5 separate regions of the Mus musculus genome follow, and all the other regions are linked to region 4. The links are chromatin contacts, called in public promoter capture Hi-C maps. All regions are on one chromosome and are shown on one strand. The core of a region is the stretch at or near the end of the contact, and the rest is flanking DNA. Distances in the headings are between cores, read along the strand shown. Region 1 holds the start of Otud6b (OTU domain containing 6B). Region 2 holds the start of Osgin2 (oxidative stress induced growth inhibitor family member 2). Region 3 holds the start of Nbn (nibrin). Region 4 holds the start of Pnisr (PNN interacting serine/arginine-rich). Region 5 holds the start of Ripk2 (receptor (TNFRSF)-interacting serine-threonine kinase 2).

Region 1 (2,700 bases), core at 164-2,663, 7.0 Mb before region 4:
AGGGTTGATTAAGAAGCTTTGCCGAGGTTACAATCTCATTCATCAGGAGTTCCTGACGAGCAGTCTCGGCTGCCAACTTTCACTCAAGGCAAACCTTATCTGGCAATAACTTATACTTTACATGGTTATTAGGTTAAGGAAGTAGGCACTTTTTTGCTGTTCTTCCATTTAAAAAAAGAAAATCTGCCCATAAACCTGGTCACAAAAATACTAAAGAAATGTACAGCTAGGTGTGGTGGTGCATGCCTGTAATCCCAGCACTTGTGAAGTCACACCAGTAGGATCTGAAGTTAAAGTTCAAGGTTTAGCCTCTGCTCCAAATCCACATGGGTGACAGCCTAGACTACAAGGCACTCTGTCTAAAAAAACTAATGTCGAGGAAATGTGATGTGTGACTGTATGACTCGATTTCAGAATTTTGAGACCGTATTCAATAAGCAGTTCAACACACTCAGACAGCTGTTTGCTCGGGCTCAGAGACAAGCTTCGCTCCCCATACCTTACTGTCCTTGAAAGTCAATTGCTTCAATTGCTCCAGTTCTTCCCTGTGTTTTTGCTCCATTTCTCTTTCCAATTTAGCAACATCTTCCGTGAGCTGCTTCCTCCTCTTTTTGTCGTTTTTGGGAACAGCGTTCTTCATTCCCTGAATTTTGGCTAAAAAAAGTCATCAAAACAGCCGTGTCAGAGCCCCCGGACCAAAAAGCGAAAAGCAGTTAAGAGGGTGGGAAGAGGTACAATTATAGAATGTAAAGTAATTATAGAAGCAATTAATCATGACACAACAATCAGCTACGGAGAAAGGTCCGGATGAGGCTTGCGACCCAACGTAAACACAATCTCGAATTTGTTTGGTTTGACAGGGCAAAACCAAGGTTAAAAAACTATACTAAGGTAAAACTTCTGCCTTTTAAATATCTTTCTCTGTGACCGACAAGCCAAGGAGAAGCAATTCAGACCACACCACTAAGGCCAGGCGTCGGGATCGGGGGCAGGAATGGGAAGGGAGGAAGAGGAGGTCCAAGACTTTGGTCTCCAGGCACATCACTCAGCAGCAGCACGTGCACCGGACCCGCTAGGGGTCCACGGCAGGTCGCACACGGGGACATCTCCGGGGACTGCAAATAAGGGGGTCGAGGGAATGGGGAAAGCTGGAGAAGACTGATCAAAAGTTATCTGAGGGAAAGCCTAGACGGATCCAGGACGTGTGCCCGTCCAGGTACCAGAGGACACACTCCACGCTCCCAGCCTTGGGTGTGGACGCCTCTTACATTCCCAGCCCCTTTCCCGTCACCTTGCAGCTCCTTCTTCTCCTTCCGATGCCTTCTCACCAGCTGCTCCTCATCATCGAGCTCTTCAGCCACGACCTCCTCCATGACGACCAGGCGGCCCGGCACCCGCGCTGAAGGAGATCCGCACCTCAGGAGGGCCAGCACCTCCCACTCCTCAACCCTCACCCGGGGCGCCATTGGCCGCCGGGAAGGCCCAGCCCCGCCTCAAGGCGGCTCCGGATCCAGGTCTAACCACTGAAACCGGGAGACGCCGACATGGGCTAGGGCGCCTGCGCGCTCGGACCGCTCTGGGCGGCGCGCCGGAAGCTGGGATTGTGCGATTAAGGACGCGCCCGGCGCTGGAGCAACCGCAGCACAAAGCTACGCGCCAGGCGATTGGCCCTGACGGGGCGCACGGAGATGACATCACGGACGTTCTTTCGCACAGCTTTCAATTTGTGCTTTAGAACGCTCCGTAGTTGTCCTCTTTGCCAAAACATGTTGAAAAGATTTTTTTTTTAATTTTAATAAAAGCGTGGTTTGTTTTCAATGAGGATCTTTACGTTATATTAGTCATACACTAGGGAATGGTTTGTTTTTTGTTTTTTTACAATGTGGTAAAAGGGGAAACGCTAAGTAAGGAATGCCTACTCTTGAAATAAGTGATGAAAGAGATAAAAAAGGACTAAGCTTAGTAAAGTCCATTTGCTAAATTCAGTTGTAAAACGATTAACAGTGATGTCAGGGTGTTTTGAAGATTTGAGGCAAGATTTAACAAATGTAACTCGTGTGCCACAAAAACAAATTAGCAAAGGCAAACAAGAATGCTCACGGAATGGTGGCAGGAGTGGAAGACTCAGAGTGTTGGTCCAGTAAAATTTAAAAAAAAAAAAAAATCTCTATTTAGGGCTGATTGTGGTTGTGTAGGCCTTTAATCCCAGCACTTAGGAGGCAGGCAGGCAGATCTCTGTGAGTTTGAGGCCAGCCTGTCTACATAGGGAGTTCCAGGATGTCCAGAGAGTTACATAGGTGAGACCCTGTCTCAAAAGTCGATAGACAGGGGCTGGCGAGATGGCTCAGTGGATAAGAGCGCCAACTGCTCTTCTGAAGGTCCCGAGTTCAAATCCTAGCAACCACATGGTGGCTCACAACCATCCATAGCGAAATATGATGCCCTCTTCTGGAGTGTCTGAAGACAGCTACAATGTACTTTCATATAATAAATAAATAGATCTTAAAAAAAATAGATAGACAAACATATTCTTTTTTATATATAAATGCCTGAGACAGAACAAAACAAATGAAGTTGAAATAATATTTCTGGAAATAATTGAAAACTTATTTCCAGAGATGAATAATGAACTGCACCTACAACTGTATAAACCTGTAAGGGGTTGTATTAGTCAGGGTTCTCTAGAGTCACAGAACCTAT
Region 2 (2,700 bases), core at 22-2,521, 5.8 Mb before region 4:
GGGTTATTTTCTAAAAGAAATGTAGCTCCCCAAGAGGCTTCAAATTTTCACTCCAGCCTGCTTTTTACAATACTCAAAGTGGACGATGTGTACATACACAACAATCTGTCTAGAACATAGAATCCAGCAGTCTTTGGCATAAAACTTTTCTAGATCTAGAATTTAAAGTCTCCTTACAAACTCAGGAGGTTGGGCAGACCTAGGTCGTTGCTATTACAGCAGGAGTCTGATTTCTCTGCACCTCACATTCTTTTTTAACCTCTTCTGTGAAGGTTATTAAATACACACGACATTTATCTATATCACATAAAATAAGCTCTGTGATTTGTATTGATGACAGTCACAAATACTGTGACTTGTGGCTCACATTAGTAAAGAAAGCAATGTTAGTATTTTTAGAAATGATATTAATATCCTTTCCACCCAAGTTAATGTTTCACCTAAATTCTATGAGCCTCTATTAAACAAGTCTTTATCAGTTTATTCTGTAACATTCACACATGTAAAGCCAGTTCCCAGAGTCCTTACTAAACGTAACATTTCATCCCATCCAGTTTCTTGTACTTTTGATCTTATTCTGTAATTCCCCGAAGTGTTGGTCAATTGTTCTGAATCTAGAACATACGTTCATTCATCTTTGAAACTATTGTTTTTCTCACCGTAAGAAACTTTCATCATAATTTGAGTATAAAACTGCCACTTCCTAAATTTCTCCATTCTAACATGGCTTTACATCACTCATACCTTAGTAAGTCACGACCCACTGTCACTACATGACACATTCTTCTCCACTTCCCTTCAAGCCAGTAACTTATGTTATTAGATTTTTAAAAGATCAAAAATTCAAAGGAGGCTCTTCACAGATTTTCAAATTTACCATTTACATGTAACCGACTCACCGCCGGCCTAGCCACTCTCGCCGTCCTGTGACCCGCGCGGTCCAGGAACAAGAAGAGGGGACAAGAAAAGAGCGGGGTCCACGGAGCTCCGAGCAGCGCCGGCCCAGCGGGCGGCGGCCGAGGAGCACACGCTGCAGAGCCAGCTCCGACCCATCCCGGGGGGAAAGTCACCTGAAATGACCGGCCAGGGAGCAGCGGCAGCACCACACAGGCATGGAGAGCGGCTGCCGTCCTCCGGGAGGGCCGACCGCGGGCTGGTCCCGGCGCGCGCTCTGCCTGCACCGCGGCTCACAGGCGCGGGAGTCTGTCCCCGGCCAGCGGCTTCCGCTCCTCCCCGCCGGCGGCAGGGCGGCGCAGCGAGTGATGAGCGCCGCGCTGGGGGCGGGACCGGGCGCTGCGACGGCGACGCGCGGCTCCGCCCACCAGGTGCGGCGCGTGGACGAGGCCGCCGATTGGTGGAGTCGCGGCGAGGGGCGGGTCCACGGAGAGGGATGCGCAGGGCCGCGGCGCTGCGGTCCGGGTCCTCACGAGGCCTAGGCTCGGGGCTCGGGGTGCGTTCTCGGTGCCCGCTCTTGGGATTGCGGAGCAGAAGAGGGGAGGCTTCTACCTCAGGCCTGCGGGTCTCAGGGAAGTCCGGCCGCGAGAACCTACCTGAGCTCACGTCCTCGCACTGTCTCGGGTGCATCTGGCCTCGGCCCCCGCATCGCGGCCACCCAAAGACTCCCACAAACCTTAGGTGCTCCGGCCGCTCGCCTGGCGCTCCCCCTGGCCATGTTCAGCCTCCCTTCTTAAAGAGCGCCGCTCCACCATTCCCCGGACTGGGCAAGGCCTCACTCAGCCATGCAGAGACTAGTGGGGAAAGGGGCTGGGCCAGAAAAGATGTTTTGAGTCTCTCCAGGTGTCTTTGAGTCAGCACAGGGAGTGCATCCAACTTGGTATTTATCCAAAGTTAAAAGGTGAGGGTGGACACTGTCAGAGCGATTAATCACCTTAATTAATTAATTAATCTGCTCCGACAACGCCTTCACCCATCTCCGTTATTGGGGGGCGGAGGGGAGCAGTTAAAACACTTGTATGTTTATGTCTTTAAAAGAAATTCTCTTTAAGAATGTTGGTTGGAGTCTGCATTTTTTAAAAGAACTCATCCTGGCAGAACATTGGCCCATGCCTTAATTTCAGCCCTGGGAAAGCAGAGGCAGGTGGATCTCCATGAGTTCAAGTCTAGTTTGATCTACATAGGACAGCCAGGACTTTGTAGAGAGACCCTGTCTCAAAAAGAAAGAACTCAGCGTGCCTCCAGGATTCCATATCTAAAAGGTGTATTCACCGGATTTTAAAAATTGTTTTTCTCCTCTTTGAAAATAATGGCAGTATGAGCTCATTTTACGTTTAATGTGTTAACAGTTGTGAAGGAGAAAGGGAAGAAGAAGCTGCGTCTGCCGAGACATTGACTAGAACTGCATTATAGTGGGAAGCTTGGATTGCTGCAGGTCCATCCAGAGGCTAATTACCTTATCTAGGCTAGATCTAGCACTGCAGAACACTAGCTATTTGTCCAACTCTATGTGTGAACTAACGTCTTGTGACTAGAAGATTAAAAACTTTTTGGAATCTATTGACTAAACAGGCCACTAGCTTCCACCAACCAAAAGCTAAGAATGCAATAAGATAACACCCTGAGACTATAGTAACACTTCCCTCATCTTGCTGTACCTGTCTCTCTGGCGTGCTTTAATAAACTATAACAATGGATTTTACACTTACCTTGATTTCTTGTTCTGTGAAACTTCACAGAACTGCT
Region 3 (2,700 bases), core at 149-2,648, 5.9 Mb before region 4:
CTCTCTATGTTGCATATAAAGGAAGAGGTCCCTTAGCGTAAATGGTTGATTGTCCACTAAGTGTTAGATTCTATGTGTTTCCAGATTCTAGCAAACACAGACCAAAAATACTATTTTAAAAGTATTTCTGCAGAACATGTATAGATTATTTTTCTTTAAACAATAGAACCAGACAACTGTTTAAATATCACTTACATTTTCCTATATATCACATGTAATCTAACAGTTAATTACAACTATGTGGGAAGATTTCTGTGCTGACAATCAAAACAATGATGCATTCATGCTCTGTAAGAGCTCATCTACTCTGCTTGTAGCTGTTTCAGCTCCATACTTTAGCTTCCCAGATCCTTTGATGTCTCTTGCTGTGTTTCTGTAACTCTATTGCAGTCATTCTTTTTTTTTTTTTTGGATAGGATTTCTCTGTGTAGACCAGGGTGGCCTTGAACTCAGAGACTCACCTGCCTCTGCCTTCCGAATGCTGGGATTAAAGGTGTGCATCACCACACCCAGAAGTTGAAGTCATTCTTTAATGGACACACACCCTTAATGTATGATTTATTAATATTACAACTGGATTAAAAAACCCATTTGTCAGTGCTGGAGAAATGGCTCAGTGGTGAAGAGCATTAACTGCTCTTCTAAAGGTCCTGAGTTCAATTCCCAGCAACCACATGGCGGCTCACAACCATCTGTAATGGGATTCGATGCCCTCTTCTGGTGTGGCTGAAGACAGCTACAGTGTACTCATATACATAAAATAAATACATAATTAAAAGTGGGGGGAGATGGATGGCTCAGCGGTTAAGAGCACTGACAGCTCTTCCAGAGGTCATGAGTTCAAATCCCAGCAACCACATGGTGGCTCATAACCATCTGTTATGTCCTCTTCTTAAGTGTCTGAAGACAGCTACAGTGTACTTACATATAATAAATAAATAAATCTTTAAAAAAAAACTGTTTGCCAGTGGTCAACTATTAAGGGAAATTGGGACTACTTGGCAAAAAGCTTGTGGACTTATTGTTATTCAGTAAATCCTGACATTGTATAAAGATGTAAACATGGTTCTGGTATAATACACTCAGGATACAGTGGAAAAGATTAAACATATTTTGACATGAAATCTTCATCTTGACTGATACTACACATGATGTAACTTTTGAAAATACAGAAAATAATACACTCAACAGCACTTTGATACATCTAGTTTAAAATCCACATTACTTCCGAGCTTTTTAAACATCACAGTTCATTGATTAAAGCGTCCAGTTCGGTCCATCACATTCCTGCCAGGACGCTTTCCGCGCTGCACTGCTGCATCTTCAGCACTAGGTGGCGCCCCCGTCAGCGGCGCGCTCTGGCCGGTTCCCGCCTTTCCGAAGAACTTGTCAGAGTCCTGGGAACGCGCACGTCCCGGAGCCCGCGCCGGTGCAGCCCGGTGACCGCGCAGGCTGGGCAGCTGCGGTTGGCGTCGCACGTCGCGGGGTTCTGAGACGCCGGCCCCATGTGGAAGCTGCTCCCGGCCGCCGGTGCGGCTCCAGGTAGGCGCGTTAAGGAGGCGGCGGGGAGTTCTTTCCCGGGAGCGGCCGCGGGGCGGTGGGGGCTGGGAAGCAGTAGAGCGCGCCTGCGCTTCCGGTCCGTCCTTCTCGCCTTCCGGCGGACGCCTAGGCGGCCGGGGCTGACTGGACACGGAAGCTGGGTGGTGGGAACCGGGATGGCAGCCCACCGTACTTCGGGCGTTGGGGTGTGCGTGCCCAGGTTAGACCGGCTCCAGCTAGGCTGCGAACCGAGGGGAAGAACCACGCGGAGTTGCCCAGGCGCCCAGCCAAGGCTGGGGACGCACGCAGACCGGAGCGTAGTTAGGAGAAATCACGCGACACCACGGGGCCGCTTTAAAGTTTTCAGAATTTCCCCTCGGGGAAGAGTCCTCCGCCCACACATTTTTTTACGCAGTGAAAGTTATCACGTGTTAAGTGGTTGTCTCCTTATTTAGTCACTGGTGATGGGAGATTATGCACTTGCCTGCGACTCTATCTTGTTTGCGGGGAACTTTAAGAAGATGCAGTTTACTAACAGTATAAGGGGAAGGATAAAGTCTGAAAGATTATCTATGTGGGTTGGGGCACTGCAAGGATAGAACGCAACTTAGAGGACTCTGAATAATTAGCCTTGAGCCTAGCTAAGTCTATGAGTGTCTGTAAAATAGAAATTTTCTAGAGGTGGTGGCGCAGGCATCCCAGCACTTGGGAGGTGGAGGAAGGAGGATCCGGAGTTAAAAGTTATCAACTACCTAAGTTTGAAGCCTGCGAGCTACATGAGCGCCTCTCATGTGCTTTTAGGCTGTAGTTCAGTACTCACCTGGGTAGCACTTTATTAACATGATAGCAGAATAAAATATGCTTCTAGAACCAATATCAGAGATGCATTTCGGAATCAGACGCTAAGGGATTAGTTTTCAAGTAAGGTGGTTACAGTAGAAACTCACAGAATATTTATGTATCTACCTTGAAACCGTTCAAGTTCCTCTCTGCTAAACTGAGTGTGATAGTTCCTGCCTGTAATCCCAGCTCCTGAGAAGCCGAGGCTGGTGGACGTTGAGTTTGAGGACAGCTTAGTTAGGCAGCGTAGTGAGACTTCCTCTCAAAAATGAAATAAAGCAAACAGAAATCTCATTGACAGTACTTAACTCAAACGGTTCA
Region 4 (2,700 bases), core at 168-2,667:
AGTTTATTGTGGAGCCACATTTGAATGTCCATGGCACAAGGAACACAGTTATGCCAAATTTCTTTTATAACACGGAAGTGGTTTCATGACATTTTATAGTTTTTAAAGAACAGACAGTCATAAACCAAGGCAGGCTTAAGATACATTGGTGTGTACATCACAGAAGCTACAGCAAGATGGGGACACTTTTTACATCGCTGCAGATGCTATCTGATAACATTCTTAGCTCTTGGGTTGGTGGAAACTGGGAGTCAGCTAAGTTAAAAAGTTCCAAAGGCTGGGGCAGTGGTTAATAGCGCTGGTACCAGAGTTCAATTCCTAGTACCCACATGGCAGCTTACAACTATCTGTAGTCCAGCAACAAGTGATTTGACACCCTCACACAGACATGCACGCAGGCAAAACACCAATACACATAAAATAAAAATAAATAAATCATTTTTTTAAAAGTTCTAAAAGGTTTTTAATCTATTAGTCACAGGATTTAGCTCTAATATGGGGAGGTTGGCAAAGACTGGCAATTCGTGGGTAAAGCTAGGGCCAGATTGGGTAATTAGCCTCTGGACTTGTAAAATTCCAACCTCTCCACATCACTGAAGCTCCAATCAATCTTTGCAGACACAGACTTTTTCCTGGAATTCTCCTTCATAACTCTTTTTAGTTACACTGACATTTCAAGAAAGTCATTTTCCAATATTTAGGTTAAGAATGCTGTGTTTCTTAGAATTTTTGTTTCCTTTTGTAATTAAACTCCTAGTCTGGAAAGTTGACATTTTAGATATATGAACATTGTTCACGCTAAACACCTTTTACCTCCTTTCGGGAGGCCATCTTGGAGTTTAGGTAAGGAAGGACCAGTGGAAACTCTGCTTCTCAGTTACTTTTCCTTAAAGAGTAGCTGAGCGAAGTTGAACTGAGTAAATGTTCCCACCAGGGGGCGCGATGCTAGGAGGTGAACAAGGAGACCTAGCAAACACCCTGCTTCCAGAACTCAGGCTCTGCGACTCAGGCCTGGCACAGTGAGTTCCAAGTTGGCAGGGTTTGACTTGCGGTCCTCTCCGTAGTCTGAAAGAGGCAAAGCGATTCAGCATCCTTCCCAAAGCGGAACTGATTCTTAGAACGCATTTGCTCTTCGAGGGTCTCCTGCCTAAAGTTTACTAAATTCCGTCCATTGTACCGGAACGTTAGGCTCGGCTTTGTGCTGGCTGTACAAATGAAAATGTGTCGGGTATGACACGGGCTTCACACACAAGAGGGTCCAACTCGAGGTGGGTTGGGTTTGCCCTCAACAAAAATGGCGCGGACTCGTCCCGTCGGTAAGATCACATGGTCGTAAGCCTGGCTGAGAATCAGTGTGACTTCAGCCGAAAAGCGGATGTTATTATCATTCACTTCCGGGTGAGAACCACCGGGCGCCATCTTGTCTTGTTCATGAAGAAGTAGAAGCATCGAAAGGTTGGAGAGAATTACAGGAACGGTGGCGACAGCGGTATTCCGGAACCGGAGCGGGTAAGCGACGAGCAGTTTACCCCGGGGGACCTGCCGGAGGACTAAAGTCCTCTGGGTCAGTGTGGCGAACGGAGCGGGACTCAGGCTGCGTACGCTGCTTGGCGCCACCGCCAGAACCTCATTCCGGAGAAGCTCCGGCGTCCGCCCGAGAGAGTGAGCGAGAGAGCCGCTGTCGCCCGAAGGGAACCGCCTTTGGCTAAGGAGAGGGCTCACGACCCATTCTTCGAACTAAGAGTTTCCTTTGAGAAGGCAAGGGACTAATTGTTGGGCGCCTGAGCGGCCGTTAAGCAGTGCGCGTGCGCAGTGGGAACCCTTGAGGGGCAGGGAGTGTGGAGGGGCGGAGGCGGCGGGGGCCGGGATCTGGAACTTCGACTCTGCGACTCGCACTACGCAGGCGCAACCGCTTTCTGCTGCGTCCTAGACAAGTATCATTTAGTTGCTTAGTTTTGGTGTTTTTACCCAGTGATGGGTATTATGTGTTAAGCATCACTGAGGAAACAAGTAGTATCCTATATTTCAGTTGTTTCGTAGTTTTGTGGATAATAGTGTCATCTTAACAAAACTGGGCACTGAGCAAATTTTGACTGTGCTTGATTAAATTAGCAGTCTTTAATACTTCATTTACCTTTTCTCTTCCTAACCCTAGATAAAACAAAAACAATCTTGGATTTTTTTTTTTTTTTGAGTACATCCAGCTAAAACCAAACCAGAACAGTAAAGACTTTATTTGTGGGGTGGTTTTCTAAAGCATCAGGGGAGACGTAATGAGTTCTCGGATATTCTTAAGACACACAATTTAAAACATAAGTAAGCTTTATATTTAAGGACTTTTTTGAGCCTCATTATATGATCCTGGCTGGCCTGGAACTCCTGCCTTCGCTCATGAATGCTGGAATTAAATGTATTCACTACCACATCAAGCCCTAGAACTTAATTTAATTATAGAAAAATTAAACAGCTAGTGTATAACCACGTGTTTTATTTTCTCAGTAACATATACTTCCATGACACGTTTTTTTGTTTTTTTTTACTATTAATGGAACAATGTTGTTACATTATTAATTGAGGGCATGCTCCTATTTCCTTAGTTAAAGAAAAAAATCATTTTTAAAAAAAGATAGTATTTTTCTGTGGAGATCCCCTGGAACTGAAGTTACAGATGGTTGTGAGTTGCCATGAGGTGCTGGCAAC
Region 5 (2,700 bases), core at 57-2,556, 5.7 Mb before region 4:
ATGGAAGTGAAACACACAAGAGTTCTGACTAGATCCATTGACTAACACATACAGCCACAGATCTATGGTATTTAGTTGTAATGTTTTCCTAGAAACAGAAACCAACGCTTTTTTTTTTTCTTTCTTCTGAATATGTGGGAGCTGGACACAAATAATACCAGGGCAAGGGATGGTCAAAACTTTTATTCTTCACAAATTTTGACCATTTAATAGCTTTTGATTCATTTTACTGTTACAAAAAACATTGCACACTTCCTTTGGGGACTTCCAAGGCAAGAGCTCGAATAACAACTGGTAATGTAGAATTTGATAACTGAACTTCATGAGGGCACGTAATAAACCACAAAGAAAACAAAACCAACCAAATCAAACCAAACCAAGCCATAATATGCAGGCTCAGGAGCAGGAGTGAAACACACATAAAACCCTAGAAAAATATTTTGACGTTTAATCAATATAAAAACACCGGTATAGTATTATTATTTTTCTTTTTAGTGCTAAATGCTCAAACTCCGGTGTGTATTTTGCAGTCACTGCGTACTTCATTTCCAAGAGCAGTTTTTAGAGTTCCACAGCTCTTACCGCTAACAGCTAGCTAAAACAAAGCAAAGCCCACAAGCACTGTACCAACACACGTCGGGTTCAATAAACAGGGTTTTAGAGGTGGCCGTGATTGCAGGTTTTTGGAGAGTGGGAACACCTCGGGTGGGAGGAGAGGCAGGGCGAGTTGCAAAGTCTGACGCACGTCCAGGATGGTTTCTCCCTTGGATCAGGTTAGCCCAAGGACTTAAGGACTCGCCGCGGCGGAGCCGGCGCATCGCCATAGTGCGGCCGGTCTGTGGACCACCCAGCCCGCGTCTGTGTGGGGCCCCGCGCCGGCGCCCTACCTGTCGAGCAGCGGCGTGTGGATGTGTAGGTGCTTCACTGCCACCCGCACGCGCCAGTCTGCGTGTCGTGCCGACGAGACCGTGCCAGAGGCGCCCCGGCTGAGGTAGTGCAGGTCGGCGAGCTTGTGGTACGGGATGGGGGGTAGCGCGCTGCAGATGGCGTCCCCGTTCATGGCTCCGGCTGCGCGGCGGCTCCGCCCGACCCTGGCCGCGGCGCTAGGTCCCGGGGCGGCCCATTCCCGCGTGGCCGCTGCAGTTCCGGCCCGGTCAGCTGTGCCAGGGAGCCCGTCGGGTCTGCGGCCGCGCCGGGGTGGACCGTCCTCCTCCCTCCTCCTGGACTCGGCGGGCTCCTCCCTCCGCCGGCCCTCCCTGGGCGGGCTCCTACCTTCACCAACTCCTCAGCCCCTGCCTCCTACCCCTGGCTTCTCCCTCCGCCGGCTCCTCCCTCCGCCGGCTCCTCCCTCCGCCGGCTCCTCCCTCCGCCGGCTCCTCCCTCCGCGGTCTCCTCCCTCTGCCGGCTCCTCCCTCTGCAATCTCCTCTCTCTGTGAGCTCCTCCCTCTGCCAGCTCCTCCCTCCGCCGGCTCCTCCCTCTGCCAGCTCCTCCCTCCGCCGGCTCCGCCCTCCGCCGGCTCCTCCTTCTGCCAGCTCCTCCCTCCGTCGGCTCCGCCCTCCCCCAGCTCCTCCCTCCGCCGGCTCCTCCTCCGCCCGCTCTTCTGTCCTCTGGCTCCTCCTTCCGCCGGCCCCTCCCTCTGTAATCTCCCATCTTTGCGGGCTCCTCCCTCTGCCGGCTCCTCCCTCTGCAAGCTCCCCTCTCTGCGGGCTCCTCCCTCTGCCGGCTCCTCCCTCTGCAGATCATGGGCGTGTCTCAGAGGCCTCCCTCCCCCCACAAGCCGGGTGGACATCGCTGAGGCTTGGAAAAGATTTCCTCCGGGGAAAATCCCTCCGGAGTTCTCCAGTCTGGTGTCAGGTGGGTCGGCTGGATTTTCCTTTGGCCCGAGTGTCTTCCTTAGACTCCAAACCCTGGACGTGATAGGGTGTGGGGTGACTACTGCTGGGGAGCCTGGTGCCCCACTTCCTGAGCTGTAAACCATCTGGTTGCTTCCACTCCAGTCTTTACTCAGTGGCTGCCACTTGTGAGAAGTGAGGTAGAGAGGCTAGCGCTGTCAGTGTGACAAATTGAGGTGTTTAGCTTATATGACTTGCTCCCTTACCAGGAAACGGTTTCTTCTTTTATTCCTCAAAGCCTACTCACAAATAGAAATATAAAACCATTTCTTGTGTTTGGGAAGTCTTCCATCCAAAAAGAAAAACAAAGGCAAAAACAAACAAAACCAAACAACCAAAATCCAGCACTATTTCATCTTTTTACTGTAAACACCTTTCTACTTAGATAACTGTTCAGTACGATGTTTGGCGCAAATATCTCATATTTGTGAGCGATATAGTTCCACGATCCTACACGCACCAGGATACTACAATCTGTAATTGTCCCTTATATTATTAGTGTAATATATATAACACCGACATTTCCTTCCCTATACTCTAGTTCTTAATAGTTTTTTACAAGTCTACATTCTAAGATTATGTTTTCTTGGGCTGGAGTCATGGGTAAGCCGTTAAGAGGGCTTGTTCTTCCAGAGGATCTGAGGTTTGTTATCAGTACTCGAATCTAGTAGCTCACAGCTGCCTGCTCTCCAGCTCCAGGGAATCTGACCAACACTTCTGGCTTCTGCAGGCAACACACATACACATAAACAAAATACAAAAATATAAAAATATGTACTTACAATATAATGTGTATATATCTCAACT

What was found. Promoter capture Hi-C pulls out the DNA fragments that hold promoters and counts their contacts.
Region 1: a contact with region 4 is called in a promoter capture Hi-C map of pre-B cells. The contact joins the promoter of Otud6b here to the promoter of Pnisr in region 4. A contact is called at or near these places in 1 of 39 promoter capture datasets (pre-B cells) and 1 of 484 Hi-C or Micro-C datasets (CD8 T cells).
Region 2: a contact with region 4 is called in a promoter capture Hi-C map of pre-B cells. The contact joins the promoter of Osgin2 here to the promoter of Pnisr in region 4. A contact is called at or near these places in 1 of 39 promoter capture datasets (pre-B cells) and 1 of 484 Hi-C or Micro-C datasets (CD4 T cells).
Region 3: a promoter capture Hi-C map of pre-B cells shows a contact between it and region 4. The contact joins the promoter of Nbn here to the promoter of Pnisr in region 4. A contact is called at or near these places in 3 of 39 promoter capture datasets (cranial neural crest, maxillary cranial neural crest and pre-B cells) and 1 of 484 Hi-C or Micro-C datasets (CD4 T cells).
Region 5: a contact with region 4 is called in a promoter capture Hi-C map of pre-B cells. The contact joins the promoter of Ripk2 here to the promoter of Pnisr in region 4. A contact is called at or near these places in 2 of 39 promoter capture datasets (cranial neural crest and pre-B cells) and 4 of 484 Hi-C or Micro-C datasets (CD4 T cells, CD8 T cells, muscle stem cells and 1 more).

What each region holds. Positions count from the first base shown.
Region 1 is chr4:14,825,000-14,827,699 of GRCm38.p6, forward strand. Otud6b (OTU domain containing 6B) reads right to left here and starts at 1,414. Exons shown (of 7, transcript NM_152812.4): 1 at 1,292-1,414; 2 at 500-654. The coding sequence starts at 1,373.
Region 2 is chr4:16,012,617-16,015,316 of GRCm38.p6, forward strand. Osgin2 (oxidative stress induced growth inhibitor family member 2) reads right to left here and starts at 1,272. Exons shown (of 6, transcript NM_145950.5): 1 at 1,071-1,272. The coding sequence starts at 1,114.
Region 3 is chr4:15,956,569-15,959,268 of GRCm38.p6, forward strand. Nbn (nibrin) reads left to right here and starts at 1,399. Exons shown (of 16, transcript NM_013752.3): 1 at 1,399-1,542. The coding sequence starts at 1,506.
Region 4 is chr4:21,846,631-21,849,330 of GRCm38.p6, forward strand. Pnisr (PNN interacting serine/arginine-rich) reads left to right here and starts at 1,418. Exons shown (of 11, transcript NM_001369189.1): 1 at 1,418-1,509. 4930528A17Rik (RIKEN cDNA 4930528A17 gene) reads right to left here and starts at 1,818. Exons shown (of 1, transcript NR_028384.1): 1 at 1-1,818.
Region 5 is chr4:16,162,337-16,165,036 of GRCm38.p6, forward strand. It overlaps Ripk2 (receptor (TNFRSF)-interacting serine-threonine kinase 2), which reads right to left and starts at 1,307. Exons shown (of 11, transcript NM_138952.4): 1 at 888-1,307. The coding sequence starts at 1,060. It overlaps A530072M11Rik (RIKEN cDNA gene A530072M11), which reads left to right and starts at 1,774. Exons shown (of 7, transcript NR_045765.2): 1 at 1,774-1,855.